2 separate regions of the Mus musculus genome follow, and region 2 is linked to region 1. Evidence: chromatin contacts called from public promoter capture Hi-C data. All regions are on one chromosome and are shown on one strand. The core of a region is the stretch at or near the end of the contact, and the rest is flanking DNA. Distances in the headings are between cores, read along the strand shown.

Region 1 (4,794 bases), core at 1,280-3,779:
ACAGAAAAATATTTTATTCAATAACTGCTTAGGACAGATACCCACAAAATTAATATTGGTTTTTCCAAGTTAACCCTCATGACAATGAAAAGCAAAGCACCCTACCGACAAGCAAGGGTTTATGTCAGGATCTCTCAGCCGCCGAGTGACCATGGGCATCTTGTCTTCTTACTGAAGGCAGGCGACAGAAAAACAGGTCAGAAGGAAATGACCAGAAAATGTCATCAGCCCCACAAGTACTTTTAATTTAATTTACCCACAAAATTTAATTTTCAAAGTAGAAGGTACTCTATAGGAAACAATGAAACACACACAAACAAAAGTCAAGTTACTGCTTACTTAACATTCTAAAAAGCCATAGTTAAAAAAACAATGAATGAATTTTTCAATTCCCTTTCTACCTTCTATGTAGATTAATACTTTCCATGGGTTGAAGGAGGTCAGAGAATGCTACTGTGGCTCAGTAATTTTCCAATTTGAGTCTTAAAAATACAGCTTTGCAAAGGTTTTATCCATTAAAGACATCACATTACCCTAAGAGCCAATTAGCTATTGGAAGTCAAGTCATACACTTTATGAAGTCAGCCAATCAGTCATGGTCAAGTACAACTGCTCTTCAAATCCCAGTTCAAATGAAACTGTACAATTCTCTTGCAGGGGAAGAGGTTAAAAAAAAAAAAAAAAAAAAAAAAAACACAAGTCACAATTATTTGAGAAAGGGCTTCATTTATCTCAATATATCGATAAGGTATTGATGAGCCACCCACCATCTTTGAAAAAACGTCCTCTACTTAGCTTAAGGGGCTGATCTGGCTTACACACCCAAATGCTACTCTAGTTTAATCACTTTTCTACCGAAAAATCAAAGCAGATGCCAGAGAAATAAGGCAGTATGAAGTACACAACTCTACTGAATTAAAAAACAGAACAAAACAAACATGCATGGGCCTTTTCAGAGAAGTCCAACGTTTTGTATGAAATGTCACCAAAAACAATGTTAAACAAAATAATGTATATTCCAGAAAAGTAATTCAAGCCCATAAACTCTTAAGAAGTGAACATATTCTGAATCAATGGCCATCCAGTCCAACTTCTTCCATTCTGGTAAAGATCGGGATGTCTAAGCTAAAGGAGCCCAACTTTTCCCGGAGATAGAATCTGATTACTCTGAGTCCTTTAACTTTCAGTAATCACCAAATAATCATTTATGCCATGAACTTCATTGAAAATACCCAGCCAGTAGAAGCGTCTTGACAGGAAGGGCACTCAGTACAAAGTCCAACTATCTCTAGAAGCCTTTCCTCTTCGGAAGATAGTTTACAAGACTGCCTCTTCCTGAGAGAATACCAGAACTAAGAAAATCTACAGTCTTCTCTTCATGTCTCCCACAGAGCTCCGCTTGATCGTTCATGCATATAATAATCTCGACAATCTGATACGAACACAATTCACACTGCGTCCTGATCATGAGATTCTGTTGTTTCATTATCATCAGCCAGAAATTCTTTTAAAAAGTATCCACACAAAACAGGCATCAAATTTGCTGCTTCAGGCTATTCCCGTTTTACTGCTTTTTATTCTGGATACTAAATGCACTATAAACATGGTTTTCCTAATGTCACCTCCTTCGTATGAATTCCTGTGTTAACAGAAAAGGAAGAGGAAATGTCAATTTACATGGAGGAGTGTGGCTGAAGGACAAGATGGAGTGCCCTGCTAAAGAGGCCTTATCTGTTTACTTTTTGAAGGTGCAGGAGTGAACAACTGTTACAACACTGTACTACTTCCAAGATGACATTCAGAAAGAAAACCAGCCTGAGGGAAGACTGCAAACCTACAGCACATCTGAGAAATAGTGCTAAAATCTACTCTAAAGGGCAAACTGCTTACCAAAAAAGTTCCTGATTTCCCACTCTTCGCAGCTTTGATCCGCAGTGGGGGAAGGGCACGTTACTGAACAAGTCCAGGCCCCCCAGGCTTCTCAGAGTCTGGTCTGTGAGTGTTAAATCCGGAAACAGAAATACAGCACACCATAAACCTGGGTACAGAGTACCAGGGACAAAATGTCAAAGTACACATCACAGGGATCTGAGAGGTCGGAGACGAATCTCCAAGAATGTAACTCCCGGACCGCACCGCCTTCCGAGGTGCCGCGCCGCAGAATCGGACGGTGGAGGGCGGGCACAGGTAAACACCACAAAAGGGGCTGGGAAGGAAGGGGGCGGCGTAGAGCGGGGACCTGGGGAGGGCAAGGAGGGGAGTGACACAATCCGGGGTGCCCAGACCTGCATGGGGTCACCTTCCGCTGCCCCGGCCGGACGAATCGCGTGGCGTGAGTAGCGGCAGGAGCATGCCGCGCCGCGGAGGGTTTGGCGCCACGAACTAGGGTCTGCCCTCGGCGCAGTGCTGTCCCGGGCCTGCTGTCCAGGGAGGGAGGGGCCGGAGACCACTCACCACAGGCCACCACTCAGCCAGCACCCGGGCCGGCTGCAGTTCCAAACACGTCAGTGGCTCACGCAGCAGGACCTTAAGTAGCGCGCACCCCAACGTGCTGCCCCCGCGCCCCCCGTTCCAGCTTGTCCAATCCACGCACGCCGCTGCCAGATTGACAGGCGCGCGGAACTCTGTGAGGTTGGGGCGGGCTCAGTTCGCTCCGCCCCCGGGCAGCGGGAGGAGGGCTCAAGCAGGAGGAGCGGGTGGGACGGCGTGAGACCCCGCCTTCTCCCCGCCCCACCGCGCCCCCCGCCCTTCAGCATCGCTCTTACCACTTCGGCCTGATGGGCAGCCACGTCAACCAATGAGCTCATCTGGACCCGGCGGCGGCCGCTCGGACTGGCCAGGCCCTGGGCGGAGCGTGAGGAGGGCGGGCACCTCGGCGGGCGGGGGCCAGGGCGGGCCGGCGGGCGGGCGCGGGGCGGGGGCGGGGGCGGCGGCCGAGCGGGCGGGGGGGGGGGTGGGGGGGGGTAGGAGGCGGCGGTGGGCGCGACGTCGGCGGCTGCGGCGGCGGCGGCGGCGGCGGCGGCAGCTGCAAGTTGAGCTGCAGGGGCAGCGCATACACTACAATGGCTGCTGGAAAGAGGCGTAAGGAAACAATTTCCAGGCCCGCCGCGTCCAGCCCGAAATATGAGAAAAAAATTATTAGAAATTCCGCGGGCGGTGTAAAGGCGGCGGACGGGCCGGAGGGAGGATGTTAAAGCTCCGCGGTGAGTTCTCCGGGGGTCCGGGGCGGCGGGGAGGCGTTTAGCGGGAGGAATATCAGGGTTATTTAAATTATGGGACTAGCCGAGGGGGCAGAGGAGCCGCGGCGGCGGCAGGAGGAGGAAAAGTTTGTGCTACTCCCAGCCCCTGCTCAGGACCCCAGAGAGAAAAATAATAATAAAAAATCAAATAAAATCGTGCGGCGGGGCTGCAAGGACTCCCGAGGTCGCTGCTGACAGGGCAGGGGGCGACGCGACTGGGGACCCGAAGGTGAGGTCGGTGGGAAAAAAAAAACCCTTTTATTCAGGGTCTGGAAAGTTTGAAAAGTTTTCCTCCTCCTCCTCCTCCTCCTCTCTGGTGCTGTGAATATTGTGACAGCGGCAGCGGCAGCAGAGAGAGCGGAAGACATTAGAGACCCGAAAAATAAGGGAAAAATTAATATAAATTCGGTTTTGAGAGGAAACTCTCCGCGTTTTCCACCAAAACATCCCGGGGGAAGGTCGCTTCCCAGAGGGCCTGGCGGAGACCCGCGGTCGGCAATATTTGGGGGGTACTGGGAGTGACTTGGGGTAACTTTGCCCCCTTTTCCGAAGAGGTTTTTCTTTTCTGGAGAAATGCATTTGTTTTTGCCCTCCTGCCCAGGTGGGAGAGCCGAGTCGGGGTGCGGGGTCCGCGGGGCGCCGGACCCAGCCGGGTGGCGACGGGGGCGTAGGGGGAGGGGGTGCTAAATGAAAGCAGGAGATCGGGACGGAGCAGGGACAGCTTGTTGTCAGTATCATAAACAACCAAAATGGAGGGAGAACTCAGGCATATAACCAAATAAAAATTGTTAAAAAATCGCAAAAAATCCCTAAAAATCCGGGATGCGCCCCCCTTTCTCGCCAAAGGTAAAAGTGTGAACCGCCTTTCCCCTGAAGTCCATTTGGACTTTGCAGGGACCAAGGAGTTAATATTTATTTATTTTTTAAAACTTTCGAAGGGCAAAAGCCTTTTATAACTCCACCGACAATGAGAAAACGTGAAAATCCAATGCAAGAGAAGCAGGGGGAGGGAGGGGGAGGTGGTAGTGCAGAAACTACTAAACTTATTGGTAATGTGGACTGATCTGAGATAAGATAAACACTATATTTGCTATTTTATAACTCCCTTTTAATGATCTGTGAGGAGGTTGCTTTTTGGGGTAGGAAAAAAAGTGATGCCATTTTCTTAATAGAGTTAATATGTGTGATTGGAAGAATAAACCTTTCCGGCTTTAGATTGCATTTTCGTCGCATTTATGCCTCGGGTTTTGTTAGTGGCTCCCTCCTTTCTTTAAGCTGGGCTCTCCAGAGGAGGGGTGGAAAGGTGCTGTTGCCCAGAGAGACTGGAGGGCAAGACTGGCGAACCTTCTGGGGAGGGGTGGGGAGTTGTTTGGTTTCTCCCTTCCTGGCTCGTTTGCTTCACCTGTTCGCCCTCACTAAGGAATGTTGGACTGAAGTTTTCTGGTTTTATGTATATAAAAGGATGGTGCCTCTTGCATCACATTGATGTTAGTGGGAAAGTGCTGCTGATGTTGGTTCCACGTGGGATCTGGGACAGAGCAGGGCATTTTAAAGG
Region 2 (4,200 bases), core at 1,408-3,907, 8.0 Mb before region 1:
TAATTTTTCAAAGACCCTGCTTTCTCTCTGCCTGTTCTGTCTCTATGATAATCCTAGGTTGTTTTCATGTTACTTCTCAATATCTTTCAAGGTTGAAATACCAACAGGTATTCTGGTGGCTCAAACAATCAAGTTACAGCAGAAACCCCACAGATCTGTCCTGGCCCTGGCCACATAATAACAGCACTACTGAAGTAAGTCCAGTTGGGTGGATTCCACCCAGAAAGAGAGGAAGGCCAAGCCAGAAGAGAGTCAAGGCAGAGAACTTCATCCAGGACACAGGAGTTGGAATCGCTGTGGGCTGGCATTTCACAATATGCATGTCACTCAGTCATGTAACTAGAGAATAGAACTTACACCTCTGAGACTATTTCAAAGTCATCACTCTGAGGAGGCTTTATCCCAATTCCAGAAATATCTTGGCATTCAATCTTGGTGACAAATTATTTTGACTATATTTAGTCGTGGCAAGTTACTTTTTTTTTTCTTTCTGAGAATCAGCATTATTTTCAAATATAGACAGGTCATCCAAAAGCCAGAATAAGATGGGGAAATCAATACTATCCAGGTAGAAAACTAAAAGGTTGAACATAGTAAAATAAGTTGGAAATTCTCATGCAGATACAAAAATCAGTTTGAAAAGAGAACTTTATGCGACGCGGATAGCACTGTGTTATGAGCAAGTTTGACTACTGTGATAGCCTTCAAGGTCATCTGCTGTTGAGGCATGAATTTTGGAATCTCATTATTTACAATTCTTATGTAAAGAAGTCAGCAGTCAGGCGTTTCTAGGTTCTTGGTCTCTTAATCCAGAGAACTGAAAATAAGGCCTCACGCAGATTTGCAAAAAAATCACACAATAACTTAATTGAAATGAAGCAATAACAGACTAGAAAAAGATATAGGTTGACAGTAGGCTACACGAAGAGTACTGAGGGATGAAATTATTGTTCGGGATTTCCTTTCCGAGAGTTCAAGAAAATTTGGTTGATAAGGGTTGTAATATGAGAGCTTTTCTTTTTCCTGGTAGATTAGGGCCTGCATTCACTGTTTTCATCTGTGCAGGTTCCTGTCTGTAGTGCACCTGACATTAATTAGACACACAGTCAACTATGCATAGGCAAAGTCCGGGAATATGGCATTCTCCCTAAAACGCTGAGGATACACTCTTGCCTTACTGTGTACACACCAAACTAAACCCTTGCATCAGATATATTGGGACTGTCTCTAAGTAGAAATGGCTAATCTTGATTGTTGTTAGGAGAGGATAAATGTATCTCTTCTCCAAGAGGGGAAGGCAGGGGACTGATGGGGATCTTGGCTTGTTTGTTCTTGGTTGGGGAAAGGTACCTATATTTTCCCCCTCACCAATCATCTCTGCCCGTAAGCCTCTTCTGGGGATGAGCAAATTCTCCAGTTTAGAAATAGAGGCAGCTTGAAAGATTTGGGGAATTATGAATTGCAGGTTTGGTTATATAAGGTTTTTCCTTTATTACATAAAAATTTAAATACTTCAGGATTAATAAAATTTCACAGTAAACTTGGGAGTTCATCTATCTAGTCCAAATTACTTTGTAAACTTTATTAGTTAATAAGGTGTAGAATAAATCAACGTAAACTCATTAACACTGGGCAGAAGCATAGCTTCTCCCAAGAAAGTTTCATGTCATGAAGATGGCATCTATGTGGATGTAGGTAAGTGAAGAAGGCACTGTCCCATAAAGAGACAACCGCAGATGGCAGCAAGAACCCTTAGTGTGTTGTTTAGCACATCTTAAGCCTAACCTCACCCCACAGATAGGCAAACTGAGTCTCATGGGAGGAAGATGGATTTTTGTCACTGGGAATAACTTGAAAGGCTCTTCTGACTCCAAGTTCAGTGCTCTTCCCACTTTCACTGGCTGCATTTTAAAATTCATAACTCTGAATGAGTCAGGGACCAAGGAGGGAATGCTGATTTCAAAGTCCTTCCAAGAACAAGAGCACTCGTGTTATTCTTATCTACAAAGATAAGAATTCCTTCATCAAACTTCCTTTTGCTTTTGTTTACAGCTTCCTAGCCCGGAGACATAAAAATAATTGACTATCAATCCGACCTAATAACCCTAAAATCAGCAACTTGATCTTGAATGAATGAAGCGAGACACCGCCGAGACGCTCTGCCACGCCTCAATTGTGTTGTTCCCGCGGTCTACCTGGGGCAGCCCAGTGCAGAGGAGGCTTGGCTCTCAGGCCAGCCCAGAGCAGCACGCGGGGCCCAGCAGAAGTGCCAGGCATTCGCGAAAGCCCGCCCGCCAGGAAGCAACTGGCTACCAAAGCGCCACGCGCTCAGGGATGCTGGATCCCGCCCAGGCGCTTCCCCATCTGGGAGTCCAAACGCAACCCAACCAAGGCTGTCCACCTCGCGGCACGCGCAAACCCACCTTCACCAGCAACAGGGCGTGGTCACGGGGCGCGCGCACGCGTGGAACCAATAGGCTAGCCGCGCCAAATGGAAGGGATTGTCTGACCTCCGTGACGTCACAAAACTGGCGGGGAGCGCGCCCTCTTCCGCCCCCCGCCCCTCTGGCCCTCCGGGTCCCGCCCACCCGCCATTGCGCAGCCAATCAGAAGGCGAAGAGCTCAAGAGCGCCTGTGGGGGCGGGGCAGGGTGGAGGCCGGGCGAGGCAGGGGCGCGGAGTGGGCTGGCCTGGGCCGAGCTGCAGCGCGCCGGGGTGCTGCGTGGTGCTGAGTGAGGGAAGGACGCGCACGGAGGGGTGCGGCCGCCACCCGGGGCAGACCGCAGCGGGTGCTCGACTGTGCCCGGTTGGTATCCTCGTCCACCGCTGCCGAGTCGTGAGGGGGCGTCAGGGCGGTGAAGTGGAGGGCGCGCGTGGGGAGCGGCCGCGGGTGGAGGGCCGGGTGCGCGCGGAGCCTCGGTCGCGAGGAGCTGCCGCGGGTCCCGGGCGGCACCCGGCTGTCAGCGCGCGGGGCGCCCGCTGTGGCCCGGGCGTGTCTGCCTCGGCTCCCCGCTGACACGCTTGGCCCCGCGTGGCGGAGCCGGCTGCCCACGGCGGGCTGTGCCTGGAGCTCTGCGGAAGCGGGCGCGGCGTGGGGCCGGGCGGGCCTGAAGATGCTGAGTGCTTGTGGGCTCGGTGCGCTGGCTGCATGGAGCGGCGGCGGTGCGCCTGTCCGGGCTCCTGGAGTTGCCCGCCGGGGGCTGTGATGCCGCCTCGCCTGCCGGGTGGGTTTGTTTGGTTTCTTCTTCTCCCCTCCCCTTTCTCCCCCCTCCATTCTCTCCTCCCCTCCCAGCCCATTCACTGGGCTGCTGCGAGACCTCGCCCCTCCTCCGCTCCCGCCTCCCCGCCGCCGCCTCCTCTAATGAGCATCTCTGCTTTGCTTTCAATGGGCCGCTGCTGCTGTCGCTGCTGCTGTCCGCGCGGGTTGTGGATGTTGTCGGCTCCGTGTTGTGATGACAGGAGAATGTGTGTGTGTCCCGGGCCCAGACGAATTGGTAGGTATTCACATAACTACCTGTGTTGGGTACCCAGGGAAGGATGGTGACTGATTTTGTGTATGAATGGATGGCTCTAGGGGTCCTCATGGAATTAAAGGGTGAGATAAGGAAAAGGAGACAAAGGCGCTCTGGACCAGATTTTATTTTTATTTTTATTTTTTGATAGCTTAAGTGTGATATTCTGGGACACACGAAACTGACCAAACAAGTGCTGGTTTGGTTCTTTGTGTTTTAAGGATAATGGCTTTTCTTCATTCTTGTAGACACTGAACTTGAGCTGTGAAATGGCTAGGCGTTTCCAGAAAATGCTGAAAAATTACAAATCTTAATGCAGGGCGTTTAATGCAATCAGATTACATAAACGGAGGTTCTGATACGTGTAATGAAAAGTGTAGTATTTATTTTCATTTGCGTTAGAATCTTTGCAAGACCGAGAAGCTCCAGAGTAGGCGCACCAGTAGCATTTTTCTAATCGATTTGGTCCATGGGTTTATTGATTAAGTGGAATAAAATCTTGACACAGGCTTTGCCCAGCACACCACAAAGAATGGATGGGGCTCTTTCTGTTTCTGGTTCCGGCGCGCGCACCTTTTTATTACTCATTGGCAACATCAGCCAAATCTGCCCAAGACTGATACGTACAATGTTGCCAAGTGTGGGCCATGATGGTGTATGAACTTTAAAAAATAAATAAATAAAAAGAA

What was found. Promoter capture Hi-C pulls out the DNA fragments that hold promoters and counts their contacts.
Region 2: a contact with region 1 is called in a promoter capture Hi-C map of pre-B cells, with 3 times the contacts expected there. The contact joins the promoter of Pdp1 here to the promoter of Chchd7 in region 1. A contact is called at or near these places in 1 of 39 promoter capture datasets (pre-B cells), 2 of 484 Hi-C or Micro-C datasets (CD4 T cells and CD8 T cells) and 2 of 9 other capture datasets (adipose tissue and liver).

The regions. Positions count from the first base shown.
Region 1 is chr4:3,936,623-3,941,416 of GRCm38.p6, reverse strand. Chchd7 (coiled-coil-helix-coiled-coil-helix domain containing 7) reads right to left here and starts at 2,529. Exons shown (of 5, transcript NM_181391.4): 1 at 2,286-2,529; 2 at 1,891-2,038; 3 at 106-171. The coding sequence starts at 159. It overlaps Plag1 (pleiomorphic adenoma gene 1), which reads left to right and starts at 3,012. Exons shown (of 6, transcript NM_019969.3): 1 at 3,012-3,203.
Region 2 is chr4:11,964,907-11,969,106 of GRCm38.p6, reverse strand. Pdp1 (pyruvate dehyrogenase phosphatase catalytic subunit 1) reads left to right here and starts at 2,657. Exons shown (of 3, transcript NM_001098230.1): 1 at 2,657-2,805; 2 at 3,459-3,493. The coding sequence starts at 3,463. 1700123M08Rik (RIKEN cDNA 1700123M08 gene) reads right to left here and starts at 2,533. Exons shown (of 5, transcript NR_040577.1): 1 at 2,424-2,533.